2 separate regions of the Bombyx mori genome follow, and region 2 is linked to region 1. A link is a contact called in public Hi-C data. All regions are on one chromosome and are shown on one strand. Each heading gives the region's core, a stretch centred on a gene start, on an enhancer-like site or on the middle of the called end of the contact. The rest is flanking DNA. Distances are from core to core; before and after follow the strand shown. Region 1 overlaps LOC101740354 (myotubularin-related protein 3). Region 2 holds the start of LOC101740354 (myotubularin-related protein 3).

Region 1 (4,630 bases), core at 1,250-3,749:
TCACGTTAAATATTGCTCAGAAGCTTAGAAAACACGGGAATGAATGCTACATATGATTTATATCGATGGATAATGTAGTTATAGGTTGCACAAAAAATAATGTAAAGCAAAAGAATGAAATACAAAATACTCGTAGATTATATTTTTAATTTATACAGATGAATAAAACAAGTTTCTTGTTATTAGAGAAATTAGGTTAGATAACCAATATTTCGATATGTAAATGATTCTAATTTTGGGTTACTCATCACAGACATTTTGAAGGGTATGTTTTTCATCGCTTAACTTTTAATTAACTCCCTCGTAGATCTTATAAATCGACAGTTTTGTAAAAATTAACCCATGCATTTCGATCCGGTAGCAGATTCATTCGCGAAGCAGCTGCTCTTGAGTTGTTAGGTCTCCTTCGGAGGCGCTCGAGCAACTGTTAGCAAATCCCACCCCTCCTGGCTGAGCCACCTGTCCAAGTGCTGTTGCTCGCCCACCTGTCCAAGTGAAAATGGAAAGGCCTCCGGGCCACCAGTAATCCTTCAATCCTAAAAAAAGGTTTTGTAAACATGAATTACATAGATACCTAAATTCTGAGGCACAGTCCGACAACTTTGAGAGTCACTGTGCTAATATTATTTCAGACAAGAAAACAACGTACTTATAATTAAAAAAAAAACTATTTTGCTTCTGGCTCCGAAAAGCAATACCATTCCGATACAATTAAAATTTCCACTTTAGTAATTTGGCTGATAACTGGTAGCATTTAGCTGGTAGCGTCGTCGTGTCTATGAACTCCCCACCACCGGATCGGAAACGCGACCCACTGAGAAGATCCTGCGAAAAACTCAGTGGGCTGTGTCTATGGGTTAATTCGCTCGTCGAGCCCTTAGTCGCAAGCGACGGGTTCGACGAGGACGGTGACCGGTGCTTGTGGTGCCTAAAAGCACCGTTAATGGATCGAGAGAATCCGTAATGACGTGCTTTGGGCGACGTCGACTGTTTACCATTCGGTCTACAGGATCGGCCAATTGACGCTTCCTAACATTTGTATAGAAAAAACAAGGTTAGATGTACTAGGAATGCATAAACGAAATAGATGTTGTTTGTTCGCAGTGGGTCAGTAGAACGGCAGATGGCGGCACTATCGCCATGTCGAACTACAGATTACACGCTCAGCCGAGACGCCGACACGGACCCGGCTCGTCCGTTCCCTTGCGTCTCATCGATGCTTTGGAGATTCGGGATATACAGCATCTGATCATTCTTTGCAAGAATGGTGGCCAATTGAAGTAAGTACCATCATCTGCTAGTGGATATGATACCCTGGTAATAACAGTAATAGATAATCTAAACGAATTAGCTTATATAAGAAAACTAGTTGTACCCGTCCGCTTTGCTGGGCATTTAAAATTAACATTATTATTTCTCACCCCCACAAATATTCTCATCATTAACGCCCCCGCAACTGGTGTAGGGAGTCCAACACTCATAAATATTAGCCTATCGATTAAGTACATGTATTTTCCACATGGATACCAAATTTCAAGTCAATCGGATGCATGGTTCAGTAGTTATAACGGAACATCCGTAAAAACTGTAGATTTATATATTAGTATAGGTAGATGACCAGTTGTGATTGACATGTAAGATTTTTTTGCGAAGATTCATTATTATTGTACATAGTATTTCCGCGTGTCTCACAGTGTTCTGGTTTCTAAAGTATCGCCTTTTTAAAGTTTCGAACTCCACGCAATATCCTCTAAAATTATAATTAATATTATAATAATATTATTATCTCGGACTTTTCCAATACTTTACATTTTTCTTGGTCACGGACGACTGTCCCGTGAAAGTCAGAAGTAATACGATGACAATCCATGATCTCACGTTTTATTTTATTGTCATTGTTATTGTTATTCTCATTTTATTTATTTTATTATACGTATTGAAAGGTAGAAGTTGTTTTACGTCTACAAGTCGCGAGAATCGAAGAAAATACTCCAATATCCCTAAACACTTTCGGAGTATGAAAGTCTTCACTCCAATTAGTTCACATGTGTCGCACCTATGACTTTTTTACCAAACTACGTTCTAGTTTTGTCTACCAATTCCTCTATGGCAATTATAGATTACTTACATCAAGTAACTGAATGGTACCCTCGAGAGGGGAAAAGATTAAAAGGACGACCGTTCCAAAGGTGGGTAGACGATATAAAGGCCGTTGCAGGCTCTACGTGGAAGAGGAAATGCCACGACCGGAACTTATGTCAGGATTTGGGGGAGGCCTATGCGAAAGCAAAACAATCTTAGCCGATATCAAATGAAAAAAAAAATTACCTAAATATGAATTAAGGTTGTTAATAAAGGCTTCTTTATCTTTATCTTGCATCAAGTGTGACGGAATATTTTAACCTTTTTTTACCTTCAAACAAGTCTACATATTTTCATTGGTACAGCTCCTATCATTTAGGTCCGATTCGGTCAACCGTTGGTCAAGCGCGGGCCAACGTTGGTGATAGCGTTGTTGTCATTACGCCGAATTGAGGTTACCGACAGATAAAAACATTGGCAACAGCCCAAAGAAAGTGATATGTAAAATTTTCCTTAAAAACAATAAGATAACCGTTGCCTAAATGATTTTTAAATTATTATTTTGTTGTATCCCGAAATCGTTATCTGGTAGCTATGCGCTCACACCCAAAAGGGTGAATTCTGTAATGTTTTTTTTTTTTTCTAAATAAGTTCAATGTTTATGTGTGCAGATTTTATCCAGTTGTGGGTCCTTTTCAATTTTGGCGCCAAAAAAATAACGATTTCATGAATTTAAACTTTCTTTAATTGTTCATATATTTTTTGGTATTTAGGCGTGTTCAGAGTAAAAAATTCTTCATCACAATCAAGTCAATCTCTCATTTATTGATAATCTATATATTAATACGTGAAGTAAAAACTTTGTATCCCTTTTTACGAATATTGCGCGGACGGACGGGTATGAAATTTTCCACACTTATAGAGAATATAGAGAAGAAGTGCACAATGCTAATTTTTTTTTAAATAATGCTTAACAGGTACAATAAATCAATAAAGGAAACATTACACACACTACCATGTATTTGACGCACACACGCATGCATACTATTTATTTATTGTCAAACTTTTGTTCTTGACGTTAGGGTCAAATTGAGAATAGATTAAATATTGTTTTTCTTTATTAATATTTTTCTACAGTGTAGTCTTGGCGAAATTTGTGATTAATGAAATAGAATCATAATATTGTACAAGCTTACAATTTCAATTAAATATAGTCGAATTTCGACTACTGCGGGATCACTAGTATTATAATATAATATCCATTTATATTTTTCATTTTACGCATTTGATAACGCCAACACGGATGACAATTTAAATAGGAACTTTTTTTAGAAAGCTTAGAAATCGTACTTCTTTTGTTTTTAACAATGTTCTAATATCCAGTTAGTTTTTCCTTTATTATTGTTTTATATACTGATTAAATAAAATTGCCGAATTCCAACACGCATTACTGTTAAAATAGCAAACAAATTAGAATTTGAATTTCAAACCAGTGATACGAATGAAATTTGGGGAAGTTTTTAATGTATATAATTCCTAATTTAACCGTGTTTACGAATATATAGTTATAGGACCACGTGCCTGTTGTCATGACAACAAATTTACTGTACTTATAATGACGGTAACATTAAGGTTATGAGAATTAAATCAAATAACTCGCTTTTGGCTCCAAATTTGAAAACGACCCTTGTGTGAACCTAATAATAATAATAATTTAAAAAAATGTTATAAATCGATATCTGTAACTACTAATATATAAATCTACAGTGGTTTTTACGGATGTTCCGTTATAACTACTGAACCATGCATCCGATTTACTTGAAACTTGGTATCCATGTAGTAAATACATGTATTTAATGGATAGGTTAATATTTATATGAGTGTTGAATAATAATGACAATAAATAATAACGTTAATTTTAAATGCCCAGCGAAGCGGGCGAGTCGATATATCGACGCTTGAAAGGCAAACGTGACTAAGCGACAATAACTGCTTTGTACATAAATGATAGGCAATAACCATATTCGATGCGCAAAAAATATATATTTCTAGGTCTATTAAAATCATTTCAATGCTACAGCTAGATTCGTTAAAATAAAATTTTTTCAGGTATTTCAACTTTAAATTAGTCTACTGTAAAGTTCACGCGTAGTCGCTTAGTCACGTTTGCCTTTCAAGCGTCGATATAAAGATGTTGTTGCGAATGACAGATGTACGTTCAACACCGGTGATCAGTGTCTGGAGTGGTGGCGCCGGCTGTCAACAGCCGCACTCTCGCCCCTGACTTCCATCCAGGACACTTTCGCTGCTGCTTACGCCGCCTGGGCTAAGGAGCAGCCCAAGTCGTCCGTGCACCGAGCTTTGATCGACGATTCCATGGCAACCCAGCGACACTGGTTCACGATCGAAGTGAGTATGTGTAAAAAAGTAAAATAACAATCACAATTAATTACGTAACAATCACATTTTAGTTCTGCTGCTCTTGAAATTATACTGAGACCTTAGCATTCCCGATCCTGCGGACAGAATGGAAAGCAGTCGACGTCGC
Region 2 (4,630 bases), core at 988-3,487, 51 kb before region 1:
TCTAAAATATTCTGAACCAATCTTAGATATTAGTAAAATAAAAACAAATCGCTTAGACGTATTAGTGAATTCGTTGTTGCTATACTTTTGGTTGTGCGAAAATATCTAATTTTGTACCACCCAAGCGCTTCCATTTGGTTCGTGCATAGCCTCAAAAGACAAAAACATTACTATCATGGTATTTGAACTAAAAGGAAAAATTTGTGGCTAGTAATGGGCTATACTCTTTTTTTTACAATAAAGTTACATGTTCATCAAATAACACCGAAATTTAGTTACCGTTCTTATATATTTACCCATTTCACGACCACGGCTCTGCGTAGTTATATTTAAATGTCCAGTCTGATTATATCCTCATTTCAATAAGAAAAAATACAAATACATTTCAAAATGTATTTCAGTAGTGCTTGTTTGTTGACAACGGTCCGGGAACGTGGGCGGCTAACTGTGCCACTGCCCACTTCACTCGCGAGGAATCTTTCATGAACGATTACATTTATTTGAACTCTTCCATTGCTTCTTTCGTGACAACCTTGATCTGATCAACTTCCGATTTCGCCAGTAATGGATGTGATCGTATGCAATCGTTTAGTTTTCAGCGTTGTATTGGAAAGATTAACATTTTTGTCAGTTATCAATGCCCACCTTAATTTGGTGTTATTTCGCTTCCTAGTTACGATCTCAATTCTACATTCGTTCTCTTTTGTAACACTGGCAACTTCGACTCTGATATTTAAAAATATTTGAAATATAGAAATACGAGATATATCTGTTTGATTTATTAATTACATTCCATTATTATACTTTCACAATAGCGCTACTGATTGTGTTACATGACGTCAATGTTTCATTCGAACAACTGGTGTAGGTGTATGTGAATACAAACCTTTACATTCGATTTCAAAGTAAATATTTTTGTTATCGCTTTCATTGTTACTTTTGTCGCTATGGTGATTAAAACCGTGCACGCCACTGCAATCTGGTATTCTGCGATAAAAGCAATGGTACAAAACCTATTCGTTCCATCTTTGCGTTTGATATAAATTGTACATATTCTCGTTTAGCTTTTGTTTGTTGGTATAAAAATATAGCGTTTAGAATTGCTATCTGCCATCACCCTTAGATATGTTCTTATACGGAAAGATAACCTTGAAGCATCCTATAATCCGATATTAAGGCAATTGCACCATCTGTCTTTTCCAATAACACGTCTATAGCAGAATCACGTGCTCTAAATATTTAGTCAGTCACTGTGGGATTTTTTTTTATTGCTTAGATTTGTGGACGAGCTCACAGCCCACCTGGTGTTAAGTGGTTACTCGAACCCATAGACATCTACAACGTAAACGCGCCACACACCTTGAGATATAAGTTCTAAGGTCTCAGTATAGTTACAACGGCTGCCCCACTCTTCAAACTGAAACGCATTACTGCTTCACGGCAGAAATAGGCGTGGCGGTGGTACCTACCCGTGCGAACTCACAAGAGGTCCTACCACCAGTAAATCACGTGCTCTAAATATTTAGTCAGTAGTGTGGGATCTTTTAATCTGGTTTGTATTAAATAAAACTATATGAAGCTCTCGGAATCGTTTGACCTCTTTACGATCGAGCGCTATCTTCACATACCATTTTAATAAATCATATTTAGTTGTATTAAAATCGACAGGCAGACAGATAAAAAGTATTGATGGTCAGAAAAGGACATCTGTATTCAAGCATGTGAACCTTGCCTTCATTTCGTTTCTCATGTAATTTTGTCCTGGGCACTGAGCCCTCATGCGATTTGGGACCGAAAGGAAGTAGGTATAAACTTTGTATCCGCCTGAATTTAAATCTTAAGCGCTTGCAGTACCTTTTACAATGTAAGGATGCATTATGAACAATGGTCATGACCCATAATTTTTTCATGCCGGTCCGCGTGACTCATTTTTCGATTAATCCTTCCTGCTTAGATGACATGTAGAGTATACGAGTAATCTTATCTCATAAACAATGACAGATTGAATACACTGATTCACTAGATAGAAGCGCGTGTTTGTTTTCAATGATTTGTTTATTTTTTATTAAATTGATTCAATTGGATTTTTAATTGCCTAGAACTATTTTCAAGTATTAAATTGCCAGACGCTTGTGACATTCTTTTAAATACTAGTAATTCCTACGAACTGTGTTCGAAAAGTGTGGATGTTTTTTGCAGATATTGTATACGCGCGTGTTTGATGACGTTGCACAATTCTCGGTTCGCCTGCATTATAGTAGCTTGGAGACGCGGTTGAGACGCCGCCGGTGTCCCCTCGCGATTCGACGCCCCTGCCCCCCGCGGTACTACCGCGCCTCCAGTTGCTCCGCAGCTGTCGCGCGCGTCGGTCGCGTGTCTCGTGCGACTTTGCTACCCATCCACCGTAATATGGATATATACTACACCCGCGCTCTTATCGAAATCCATTTCGCATATTTGTGGCTACGCGAAGTTTCCGACAAACGTAAATGGATTATTTTGTAGAGTGAAAACGGGAAACAAAAGTTTTATAAGGTCTGCTCTGGAATTTCTAATATGGCAATCGTTGGCGCGCCGACGTGTTCGGCACATGGCTTCATAATAATATGGTGCTTGAGGAAATTACGTCACGATCTACTACAGTGTTATAGTATTGCGAGAGTGTAAACAGTGTTCTGTTTAAGTTAACTTTATAACTAAAAAAAATCTAATGAAATAGAGGCAGATAGTTGATGGCGCACTCGTGGCGTCCACGTTACACTATGGCGGGCTTATAGTCGCATCCATTTCAACGAGTCATTTTCTGTAGTTGTTTATCGGAATAACTTTAAATACATTTCGGTTTCAGTAATTGATGTAGCATTTTAAAATAAATTGCGAACAGACGCGGATAAGTATAGTTTGATCCGAAATATATAAACAATATTTTCTTAGTTTAAGTATATAATATGGAATAATTCAAATTCTTAAACCGCATCGAATGTAGATATCGCTTTGTTCAAATTCAATGTACGATTTCGTCCGAGGTCACGAGCTTAAGAAATCGTTGGCTAATTGGTTTGGTACCACCAATGGATTATTTGAATCAACACTTCATTCTAAGTTTATCTAAATAGTTGTTACGAAAACGGGATTGAGTTTTTAAGACTGATTGTATTTTTGTATTTCGTATTGTACTAGAGTAAAAATCCTTGGTCATTCCACGTTAATTTACACAAGTCGGGTCGTATCCGTCCAAGAATTCTAATGTGTGCGCAGCGTCATTGCAACATGGCCGCATGGCCTACCACGGTATATTAGTTCAATCTGTCTGCGGAATTCACATATAACATCTTCTGAAATTTATGTGCGCCTAGTACTCAATACCGTAAGATAGAGAAACGAAATTAGCCAAATTGATACAAAACAAACCATTTCAAACTAGTTTTAAATATTTAGATGATTCTCAAACTTTTTTTGAACGTGTGTGTGTAAAAATGTGGTTTTTAATATACACATACTCCATTTACCTCGTACATTTACGTCTGATCTCGATGAACATGGTTCGTTTACCTGTGCAATAATAATGACAACAACATGCTAATTGTTGGCAAACACGCAAGGAATCTCAATTAATCTAATTAAAATATAGTATGTCACAGACATTACTTTACTACTCAAATCCTTTATGGAACCCAAGCAAGTAAAACTTTGTAGTATTTACCTTACCTGCTCTAATAATTTATGAACTAAATAATAGTATTTTAAAAGGATTCCATTGGTATCGTAACTTTCTCGAACGGCCGATGATGCTTAGAAGGTTAGGACCGCACCGGGCAGGAGGTTATGCAATGGATAGTTGCCACGTGGCGCTATCCCACCGTCTGCGCATGTCTCGCTCAGATCATGACATTGCACTCTGGGAACACCGGGTCCTACTCACGCCGACACTACGACTTTCTCTCTCACGATCCGAACGGAAACTCATTGTAGTAGTAGATTCTATCAATGGAAAGATATTATACAGTTTTATTTTTCTGTCGTAGCTAATATTTGTGCATATTTAATGCTTCGTTGACAGACAGATGCTCTTTTACAAATATAGTTTAGATTATGAGTTGTTAAAGAAACTATGATTAGATTTTTGTCGTTTTAAATAATACTAGTGGTCCCACAGTAGTCGAAATTCGACTATAATTAATTGAAATTGTAAGTTTGTATACCATTATGATGCTATTGTCAAAGAAAGATCACAGATTTCGCCAAGACAAATATTATTATAATAAAGACAAACATTATTTAATCTATTCCCAATTTGACCACAGACTTTAAGTAATAAGAAAAGTTTGACAATAGTCAAATAGTATGCATGCGTGTGTTGTATTTGTCAAAGACAGGGTAGTGTGTATAATGTTTTTTTACTGATTTAATGTATTATTTAGGCATAATTTAAAAAAAATATTAACATTCTGCACTCCTTCTCTATATTCTCTGTAACTGTAGGAAATATCATACTCCTCTGTCCGCGCAATTTTCGTAAAAAGGGGTATGAAGTTTTTGCTTCACGTATTAATATATAGATATTTTTTTCTTCAAGTCAAAAATTGGATATGATATTTCCGATTAAAGCCCGCGGTTGGAATGTGATTGA

What was found. A called contact is a pair of places that touch in the nucleus more often than the background predicts.
Region 2: a Hi-C map of midgut shows a contact between it and region 1, with 1.9 times the contacts expected there. The contact joins the promoter of LOC101740354 here to the enhancer-like site in region 1. A contact is called at or near these places in 5 of 7 Hi-C or Micro-C datasets (middle silk gland, midgut, an unstated tissue and 1 more).

Annotation. Positions count from the first base shown.
Region 1 is chr16:12,149,025-12,153,654 of ASM3026992v2, reverse strand. It overlaps LOC101740354 (myotubularin-related protein 3), which reads left to right. Exons shown (of 21, transcript XM_062673111.1): 4 at 1,105-1,280; 5 at 4,293-4,491. Among protein-coding and RNA genes, the nearest start is that of LOC101743625, 29 kb to the right of the region's middle. Within about 2 kb of position 2,499, at least 1 of the 8 cell types and tissues checked has open chromatin away from gene starts, as enhancers often do.
Region 2 is chr16:12,199,464-12,204,093 of ASM3026992v2, reverse strand. LOC101740354 (myotubularin-related protein 3) reads left to right here and starts at 2,237. Exons shown (of 21, transcript XM_062673111.1): 1 at 2,237-2,535.